Regions from separate parts of the Mus musculus genome. Here region 1 is linked to region 2. The links are chromatin contacts, called in public HiChIP or PLAC-seq maps. All regions are on one chromosome and are shown on one strand. Each heading gives the region's core, a stretch centred on a gene start, on an enhancer-like site or on the middle of the called end of the contact. The rest is flanking DNA. Distances are from core to core; before and after follow the strand shown. Region 1 overlaps Bach2 (BTB and CNC homology, basic leucine zipper transcription factor 2). Region 2 overlaps Gm42266 (a long non-coding RNA gene).

Evidence for each region. HiChIP or PLAC-seq counts read pairs in DNA pulled down with a chosen protein or histone mark.
Region 1: a FOXA1 HiChIP or PLAC-seq map of pancreatic cancer cells shows a contact between it and region 2. The contact joins two enhancer-like sites. A contact is called at or near these places in 4 of 484 Hi-C or Micro-C datasets (bone marrow-derived macrophages, embryonic fibroblasts, muscle stem cells and 1 more) and 5 of 115 datasets of contacts at active chromatin or transcription factors (the 230-238 cell line, embryonic basal ganglia, embryonic fibroblasts and 1 more).

Annotation. Positions count from the first base shown.
Region 1 is chr4:32,516,765-32,520,890 of GRCm38.p6, forward strand. All of the region lies in intron 2 of Bach2 (BTB and CNC homology, basic leucine zipper transcription factor 2), which reads left to right. Among named protein-coding and RNA genes, the nearest start is that of Bach2os, 53 kb to the right of the region's middle. Within about 2 kb of position 2,562, at least 71 of the 459 cell types and tissues checked have an H3K27ac peak or open chromatin away from gene starts, as enhancers often do. A contact at or near this core is called in pancreatic cancer cells, where this site is marked.
Region 2 is chr4:32,171,988-32,176,435 of GRCm38.p6, forward strand. The region is part of intron 1 of Gm42266 (a long non-coding RNA gene); the gene reads right to left. Among named protein-coding and RNA genes, the nearest start is that of Gm42266, 13 kb to the right of the region's middle. Within about 2 kb of position 2,939, at least 22 of the 459 cell types and tissues checked have an H3K27ac peak or open chromatin away from gene starts, as enhancers often do. A contact at or near this core is called in pancreatic cancer cells, where this site is marked.

The DNA.
Region 1 (4,126 bases), core at 1,312-3,811, 340 kb after region 2:
ACACACAAGAGTATCTGTACATGTGTGTGCTTTCAGATATACCTCCACAGGCTCACTCCAGGCTCTGGATGTGTATGGAGTATCTCCAATAGCTGCTGCCTTGAGGATGTGTCAGTCTTTACAGGAATCATTTCACAGATGGCATTTCAGAAAAGAAGCCATTCCCATCCTTCGCTGTGCTTCATTCAATAAAGACACGATAAAGATGCCACCAGGTCCTAGAAGCATCCTTCCTAGATCAGAGTCCTTGAGGTCCGTCCACGCTGCCTTCCTCTGTCGCTACCTTGTGCCTGAATCCAGTCTGGGAAGCATGTGCTACAGACCTTAGAATCTTGAATGGGATTCCCTTCAGTGTCGCCTGCTTCCCTTTGCAAGAAACAAGGAACACTAATATGCATTTCCAATATAAAAATGAACTCATGAATATAATTATATGAATATGTATGCATGTGTGGGTTATAAATAGACATATGTGCACAGGTACCTTTTATTAAAAAATAAAAATAAAATGAAATGAACCAGTGGGAAAGGCCACTGCAGCGTGATTGGACACTGTGAGTGCGCTGTCACGAGAGAAACTGACTGCACCTTTGAATCCACTGTTGATCTGAACATCTTAGATATTCTACAAAGTAAAACCTTTAAAATAGATTTTAACAGATAATAATCAACAAACATGAAATTTAAAGACAAATAGAAAAAAATGAACCCACTTTTATTTTTTAATTTTTTGTTAACAACAGAGAAGGAAAATAGATTTCCCTTTTTAAATTTAGAGCTATTAGCATATATCATCTGTGGATCATTCTTTAAGAAAACTAGAATGAACTTTTAAAAATTATCATTGTCACAGAGACAGGGTGATGGGAAGTGTCCTAGATTAGAGGGAGCTAGCAAGCCCAAATGCAGTGTGTCATCTGGCCTATACTGCGACCCTGAAGGGCATCCAGAGCAGGTAGAAGCTAAATATAAACTGGGAGAGCTTTGCCTATGGTTTCAACATTGCTTTCTCTGGATATTGTTCTTGTTCTCAGTTGCATGGCGAAGTACTTGGAGTTAAAATGTCATAGTGTCAGGACTTACTCTCAGATGGTTGGGGAGGAAGAGGGCGAGATTTCTATGTGATCTTACAAGTATAGATAGATATTTATAAAAAAAGGAGGGCATGAAACTTGGCAAAATTTAGCAATTTAGCATAAATCCATCTCCTTCCAGAATCCCAGATTCACCCCCAGATAAATATAGATGGCGGTGGTGCATCTCTTTCATCTTTTCTGTGAATCAGAATTTTCTGGTTTAACAAAAAAAAGGGGGGGTTGGGAAAAAACTGGAGTTGTGTTGTGTTTGTTTGCTTGTTTGTTTTCTATAGTGTCGTGGTCTTTCAAGAAGTCCCTCCTGAGCCAAGTCGTCAGCTCATGGCTGTTGCCTCTGCTGCTTGAGAGGCTGAGACACAGGGTCCTCTTGAGCCTAGGAATTTGAGGTTAGCCTAAGCACCTATTCCCAGCGTGAAGGAGGCTGGGGTGGAAGGAAGGTAGGGAGGGGAGGAGAAGAAGAAAGGGGTGGGAAGGAGAATGGAGGGAGGAGAAGAAGGAACTGAAAGAGGGGGAAGAGAGGTTACAGGAAAAGGGAGGAGGGGAGAAGAGAAATTTCTACTGAGTACCCGTGCCGTGCCCAGTCGCGTTTTAAGGCAGAGTATTTAGCCATGGGGAAACACAGTCAACAGCCACTCTCATGGGCCTATATTTAGCATGTAAAACAAATAAGGAAATGTGATCATTTCAATTACAATAAGTGCTAGAAGCAAAATAAAGCAGAATAATATTACAGATAGTAACTGAGAAAAAGTGACATCATCTTGTATGTCTAAGGAAGACAGCCTCTTCAACAGGGGTGGAAAACTGGACAGCCACATGTATAGAAGAATGGAACCAGAACTCTCTCCCTCTCAGTCTGTACAAAAACAAACAAACAAACAACCTGCAAATGGGTCAAAGGCCTTATTATGTAGTACATGAAACTCTGAGGGGGAAAAATAGGGAAAACTCTGAGATATAAGCATAGACAAAGGCTCAGGGATCAAGGCCAACAGTGGACAAATGGAACCTCGTGAAACTGAAGGGGCTTCTGTACAGCAAGGGAGCTAACTGACTGACTAACTGACTGACAGACTGGCTGACTGACTGACTGGCTGGCTGGCTGGCTGACTGACTGACTGACTGACTGACTGACTGACTGACTGGCTGACTGGCTGGCTGGCTGGCTGGCTGGCTGGCTGGCTGGCTGGCTGGCTGGCTGGCTGGCTGGCTGGCTAGCTGGCTGAGAGTAAATATATAGAGTAAAAGAACTCAGAAAACCACAAGAAATCAAATGGCACCATCAATAAATGAGCTGGTGAAACAAAGTTCTCAGAAGATGAACTACAAATGGCCAGTAAACATGGAAAAAATGTTGAAGCTCACTAGCATTAGAGAAAAACAAATCTAAACTAAGCTAGGATTCCATGTCACTTACTCAGAATGACAGTCATTCAGTAAACAAATAGCAGGGCCTCGGGTGAGCTCACTGAGTAAAGCACTTGCCAAATCCTGTTACTGTTGTGTTGCTATGCAGAAACGTGATGACCCAGGCAGCTTATCAAAGAGAAGCATTTAACTGGGGGCTCACGTACAGTTTCAGAGGACTAGTCAACGGCCTGCATGGCAGTAGTCAGGTGCCTAGGCAGACAGGCAGGGAGCAAGGGCCGGAGGGCAGGGTGGGGGGGGGGGGTGAGAGAAGGAAGGATGGAGGGGAGAGAGGGAGACTGGGCATGGCATGGGCTTTCTGAGACCTCAAAGCCCACACCCAGTGACACACCTTCTCCAACAAGGCCATACCTGCTAACTTATCTTAAACCAACTGGGACCAAACCTTAAAATATATGAGCCTTTGGTTGCGTGGGGGATTCTCACTCAAACCACCCCACCATGCAAGTTCAAGGTCCTAAGTCTGAATCCCCAGAAGCCATGTCAAGCCAGGCGTGTGTGGCGGCAATCCCAGTGCTCCTACAGCAATCAGAGAAGCCAGCATGGAGGCAGGGAGCAAGAGACTATCTCAACCAAAATAAAAGACAAGGACTGATCCCCGTGTTTCTCCTCTGACCTCCATATATGCACGGTGGGATGCATGTGCCCACATGCATGTGTGCACACACACGTGCTCGTGTGTGTGTGTGTGTGTGTGTGCATGCACACACATATGACGGAAGGGAGGGAGAGAGATTGAGAGAGAGAGGAAAGAAAGAAGGAAGGAAGGGAAGAAGGAAGGAAGAAAGAAAGACTGTTAGCATCTCCTTTCAAATGGAAGCATTAAATGCAGAGTTGAGACTTGCCTGCCAAGGGCCAAGGACAGAACAGGATACAAGTAGTGTCTACTGTGATAGTCCAGGAAAAAGGTAGTTGGCACAAAGGAAGACTGCAAAGAGAGAGAGAGAAGAATCCAGGATAACTGTTGATTAGACAGTTGTGACTTACCAGTAACTGAAATGGAAAAATCTATACAAGAAGCAGGTGGGAAAAGGGACAAACAGTTGGGTGGACTTTCTGCAAAGGGCTCCAGTTGCTTAGGACCTAAGGCCAACATGTATCTAACTCGTGGCTAACAGAGGTAAGAAACGAAGCCATCCAGCAGAGGGATGAAGCAGGTCCCGGGTTCTGCTAGCTATCTCACAATAGGATCATTAGAGTGCCTTATAAAAACCTTGTCATGGAACTTTTCAGTTTACAAATTAACTCACTGAAAGTTGGTGTCTGCCGGCTCAGAGGGAAAATGTTAATTTCCAAGCTGCAGTGACTTTTGCTCGGGCTCCCACTCCCTCCCAGAGCATATAAGGGGGCTCATCCTGCTCTTGGTGCTGATGGGAGTTTCAGCGAGAGAAAGAGAAGAGTGATACTGAGGATGTGGCCCTGTTCACAGTGACACGTGACACGGAATTAGTGGACGCAGCCCTGCAAGGTTCAGCCAGAGTGTAACAGTGGTTCCCAGACATTTTTTGCCAGTGACCTCTGACGTGTCACTAAGTTTCACAAGCCGCCTTTCCTTTTTTTTTTTTAAGCCAATTTTCTCTCTATTCTTTGCCCCAAAAACAGCT
Region 2 (4,448 bases), core at 1,689-4,188:
TTTTCTATGGTGTCCTTGACCCCTCTTCCGTAGGATTCCCCAAGCTCAGACTAATGTTTGGCTGTAGGTCTCTGCATCCATCTGCGCCCACTGTTTCCGTCAGTTGCTGGATGAAGCCTCTCTTATAACAATTGGAATCTCCTTTTATTATTATTATTTTTTTATTTTTTGGGATCTCCTTTTAAATGCATTTCTTTCCATAGTTCTTTTGAAAATTCCTCATTGTGGTTCAAAACCACAATGCACACGGATATAAGGAAGACTGGGTCTTTTGAGGGTGTGGACTGTTCATAAACTAATAGGAATGGTAGTTGGAAAGTGCTGTGGTGTACCTCTGATACAGTGAGAGGAACCTGACTGTAGCTTCAAGTTCATCTAACCACACAGGAATGCTCTGGTCCACTCCCGTTGATGCATCTACAGCACAATTCCCACACATAAGAGAGCATTGTGGGAGATGGGATGAAAAGATCGTAAGGAACTTTGGACTGTAAGGATGAAAGACAGAGAACCAGGATATGATGGCTGCAGAAAAGCAGCCAGGAAATCCTAACAATATGGCTGCCTACCCTAAACAATGGCAATACTTTTGACATTCCAATGTGGATGGGGGGATCTCACGGCTAGGTGAAGAGCTGCAGGAAATTAACAGATGAGAAAGAGATAATCTTCCCCGGGGATTAGCTCACAACTGGTTATCCGATGCCAAGTGGTCTATCCTAAAAACATGTATGCAAAGAAAATGAAATGAACTCAGCATGCTTTATTATGTATTTATTTGTGTGTGTGTGTTGGATAGTTTTATGTCAACTTGACACAAACTAAAGTCACCTGAGAGGAAGGAACCTCAATTAAGGAAATGTCTCCAAAGATTTGGCTGTAGGCAAACCTGTAAGGCATTTCTTTTAAACCAGCGATTTGATGGGGCAGGGCACAGGCCATTGTGCTTGGTGCCACCCAGGGACTGATGATCCTGGGTTCTATAAGAAAGTAGGTTGAGCGAGCCAAAGTGATCGAGCCAGTAAGCAGCACCATCCATGGCCTCTGCATCAACTCCTGCCTCCAGGTTCCTTCCCTGACTTCCTCTAATGACAGATTATGTCAGTGTAAGTCAAATGAACCCTTTCTTCCCCAACTTACCCTCCCTCGCTCACGATATCATCATAGCAATAGCAACCCCAATTAAGACACTCTCTGTGTGTAACCGATAAAGAAAAAGAGCCCATGAACTGGAGAGGGAGTTGGGGAGGGGCATGGAAAAGGTTGGAGAAGGAAGTGGGGAGTTAATATGCAAATCCAGAGCACACATATGAAGTTAAAAAGATAAGCTTAACATTTTGAAGTTATAAAGATAAGCCTAACATTTTGAAGGAAGGACATATCCATAACCAAGGCTTTGCTGCTTAGGTGAACCCTAAACAAATATGGTCCTTATTTACATCCATCAGCAATTGCTGAGGGGAAAATGACAATGGGGTCATCTTTTTTAAAGAAAGTAAGCATTTGGTTCTCATCTCTGTGGTGAAACACCTGACATAAACAACTTAGGGGAAGGAAGGTTTATTAAGTCACAATTTCAAAACATGACCCCTGAACCCACTGCCTGGGCCCTAAAGTGAAGCTGGACATAATGGTGGAAATGGTATGGTGGGACACACCAGAGGCTGCCCACCTCTTGCTGGCTCGGAGTAAAAGAAGAGCAACAAGAGGCCAGAGCCCAGACATTCTCTCAGAGGCACCGTGACCTCTTTCCCTAACCAGGTCCACCTTCCAAGGCTGTACCACCTCCCAATGGTCAATTCAGATTTTGATCCCATAAGTGCAATAAGCCATTGATTAGACCTAAGTCCTCATGATCCAGTTGTCTCTGGAAATCCCTTTATAGATGCATGCAGAGGCGTGCCACATCCATCTAGACCCCTTTCCTTTTTCGCGTTCTCTCCTACGTTTATGTTTATTATTCTTATTTTATGTATATGAGTGTTTTGCTTGTGTGTCTGTCTGTGCACCAAGCACGTGGAGTGCTCTCAGATACTAGAAGAGGATGCTGGATCTTCTAGAGCTGAGTGGCAACAGACAGTTGTTACGTGCATCTGGGCCTCTTTCAATTCAACCAAGCACAGTCAAGATTAGCCATCATGCTCAAAGGTCAGGATGTTTGTTCCCATGGCTATGTAGCGACACTGCAGCATTTCATCCACGCCGATTCTGGAGAAAGATATGCATTATAGAAAGGCCTTCTTGTCCCACGCAAACTGGGTGAACATCCCAAATAAGGAATCTCTCTTACATTTACCTTAGGACACGGGACTCCCGTAGACAGAGATTTATTTGAAAACTGTACACAGAGAATCACTAAGTTCTGGGACTTGTCGATTCCTTAGATTGCCACCACAGACACCAAATCCCCTTTCCACTGTGCAAGCGTCCCCACAACCCTTGTCATACTTGGACCACGATGGAAAGCAGACCAAGGTCTGAAGAGGGTGGATTTAGGCACAAGGGAGCTTTTGAAAGCTTGCTTTGATGTCTCTGGTTTAAATTTACAGCCCCGTCCACTCAGACGAAGAGGGGGCCACCGTGATGCACCGACGAAGGCGGAGAAAGCATTCTCAGTTGTGTTTCTAGCCTCGAGATGCTCTCCACACCTAAGAGTGGTACTCCGAGATGGAAGACCGCTACTCCTCAGATCTATTCTCTTCCAGTCTCAGTGGCAGCTCCATGCTCTCTGCTTTAAGATAATTTCTAGCTCGCCCCGTCCAAACTACAGCACCAAAGCCCAGCATGATACAGAAGTCCTGGTCTTTGATAATGAAATGCTTTCCCCTTCAGGACCTTGCCTACCTCGATTCTTCCTCTAAGCATATGCTCTGATTAAAAAGGACACAATTAGAGTCTTCTCCCCCTTCTCATCAGGGTATTAGTCTTTGCTGACCCAACGCTGACTCATTCCGTGATTCATCTCCCCAGTGCTCTCGGAGGGCAAATAGGTGTCAAGTCTGGGGGGACGAGCTTCTGTGAACGCGCTTTTTACTGGAACCTATCCTACCTCAAAGCTCTTCTGCCAGATTCCATTAGGAAATTGCAAGCAGATGCATAGATCCAAGTGCCCTCTTCACTCCTCCTCATAATATATACACATCAGATTTCAGGGAGGGGCTGAGCTGACTGCCTCTCATGATTTCTGGGCACAACAGACATGCAGGCCAATGTGAATCCCAAGCATGCAGCTCCTGTGTGCATGAATACATATCACATATCCCCTCTCATCAGTGAGAAACTACGGAGCTACCAGACAGGGGGAGAGCAAAGTGACAATCGATATGTTGTACTTCAGAATGTCAAGTGAAGGCCATAACAAGATGGGCAGCCTGCCCCAGGAATTTGAAAAGAACAGAAATACCTAAGGATTGATTAGGGGCCGGGCCAAATTCCAGGCTTGAACTCAATCACAAATTATGCTAAAAGCTCCCAAGGGATGGCTCCAATTGGCGATTTTTTTTTGAGCATGCATTCCGTTCTTCTGATACAGACATCATTCCTGCCTGGGAGATGACTGGAGAATTAAAAGCTGGAGCAAAAAATGAGTTCAGGAAGGGCTGTTTTCTCATCCGAATGCCCTCGATCTCCCTGAGACATCTCCCACAGTCTTTAAAAATGAGTGGATTTTATTATTCCGCTTTGCCATTCTGGCCCATCATGAAGGCCAAAGCCAGCATTCAGAACAATAAGAATTATCTCAGATGACAATGGCCAGGTCAGAAGACTGCACTGTGGCAGACAGACTTCCAAGCAGAACTGTACGAGGCAAGTCGAAAGGCAGGTGTGGTCAACCTTTAAGGAAATGTCCTTAAAGGGGTTTTCCTATTCTTTCAGGAACATTTAGGTCTTGTCTTTTTCCTGTGGACAGAGACATATACTTAATCACTAGCATATTGTATAAGAGAAAAATATATAGACCTTCAAGACCTTCAAAATATATAGCCACAGTTCCAACCTTCATTACCAGAAATAACTAGAGGAAATGAGAAGCAGGTGGGGGAAGGCTTTCCTGAGCGATGCCAGGACTCCGCTTTAATTCAGCTTGTGGATGGCCTGTTCCCACCTCCCCGTCTGGCTGACCATATATTCAGAGGTCAAACTACTAAAATCGAGCAAACACACTCAATTTCCTTTAGACTTAACCTCTGCAGTAAGAAGAAGCACATTTCTCTTGAGACGACGTGAACTTCAAGGGGTCTGAATTAATCAAAGACAATGCTAAGACCATGTGGTGTGGTGGTGGTGGTGGTGGTGGTGGTGGTGGTGGTGGTGGTGTGTGTGTGTGTGTGTGTGTGTGTGTGTTTGTGTATGTGTGAAATGGGCACTGGAAATCTAAAAGGAGTTCTTTATTTCTCCAATGGATAAATTATATCTTCCAGAGAATAGTGTACAAGGTCTGTTGGCAT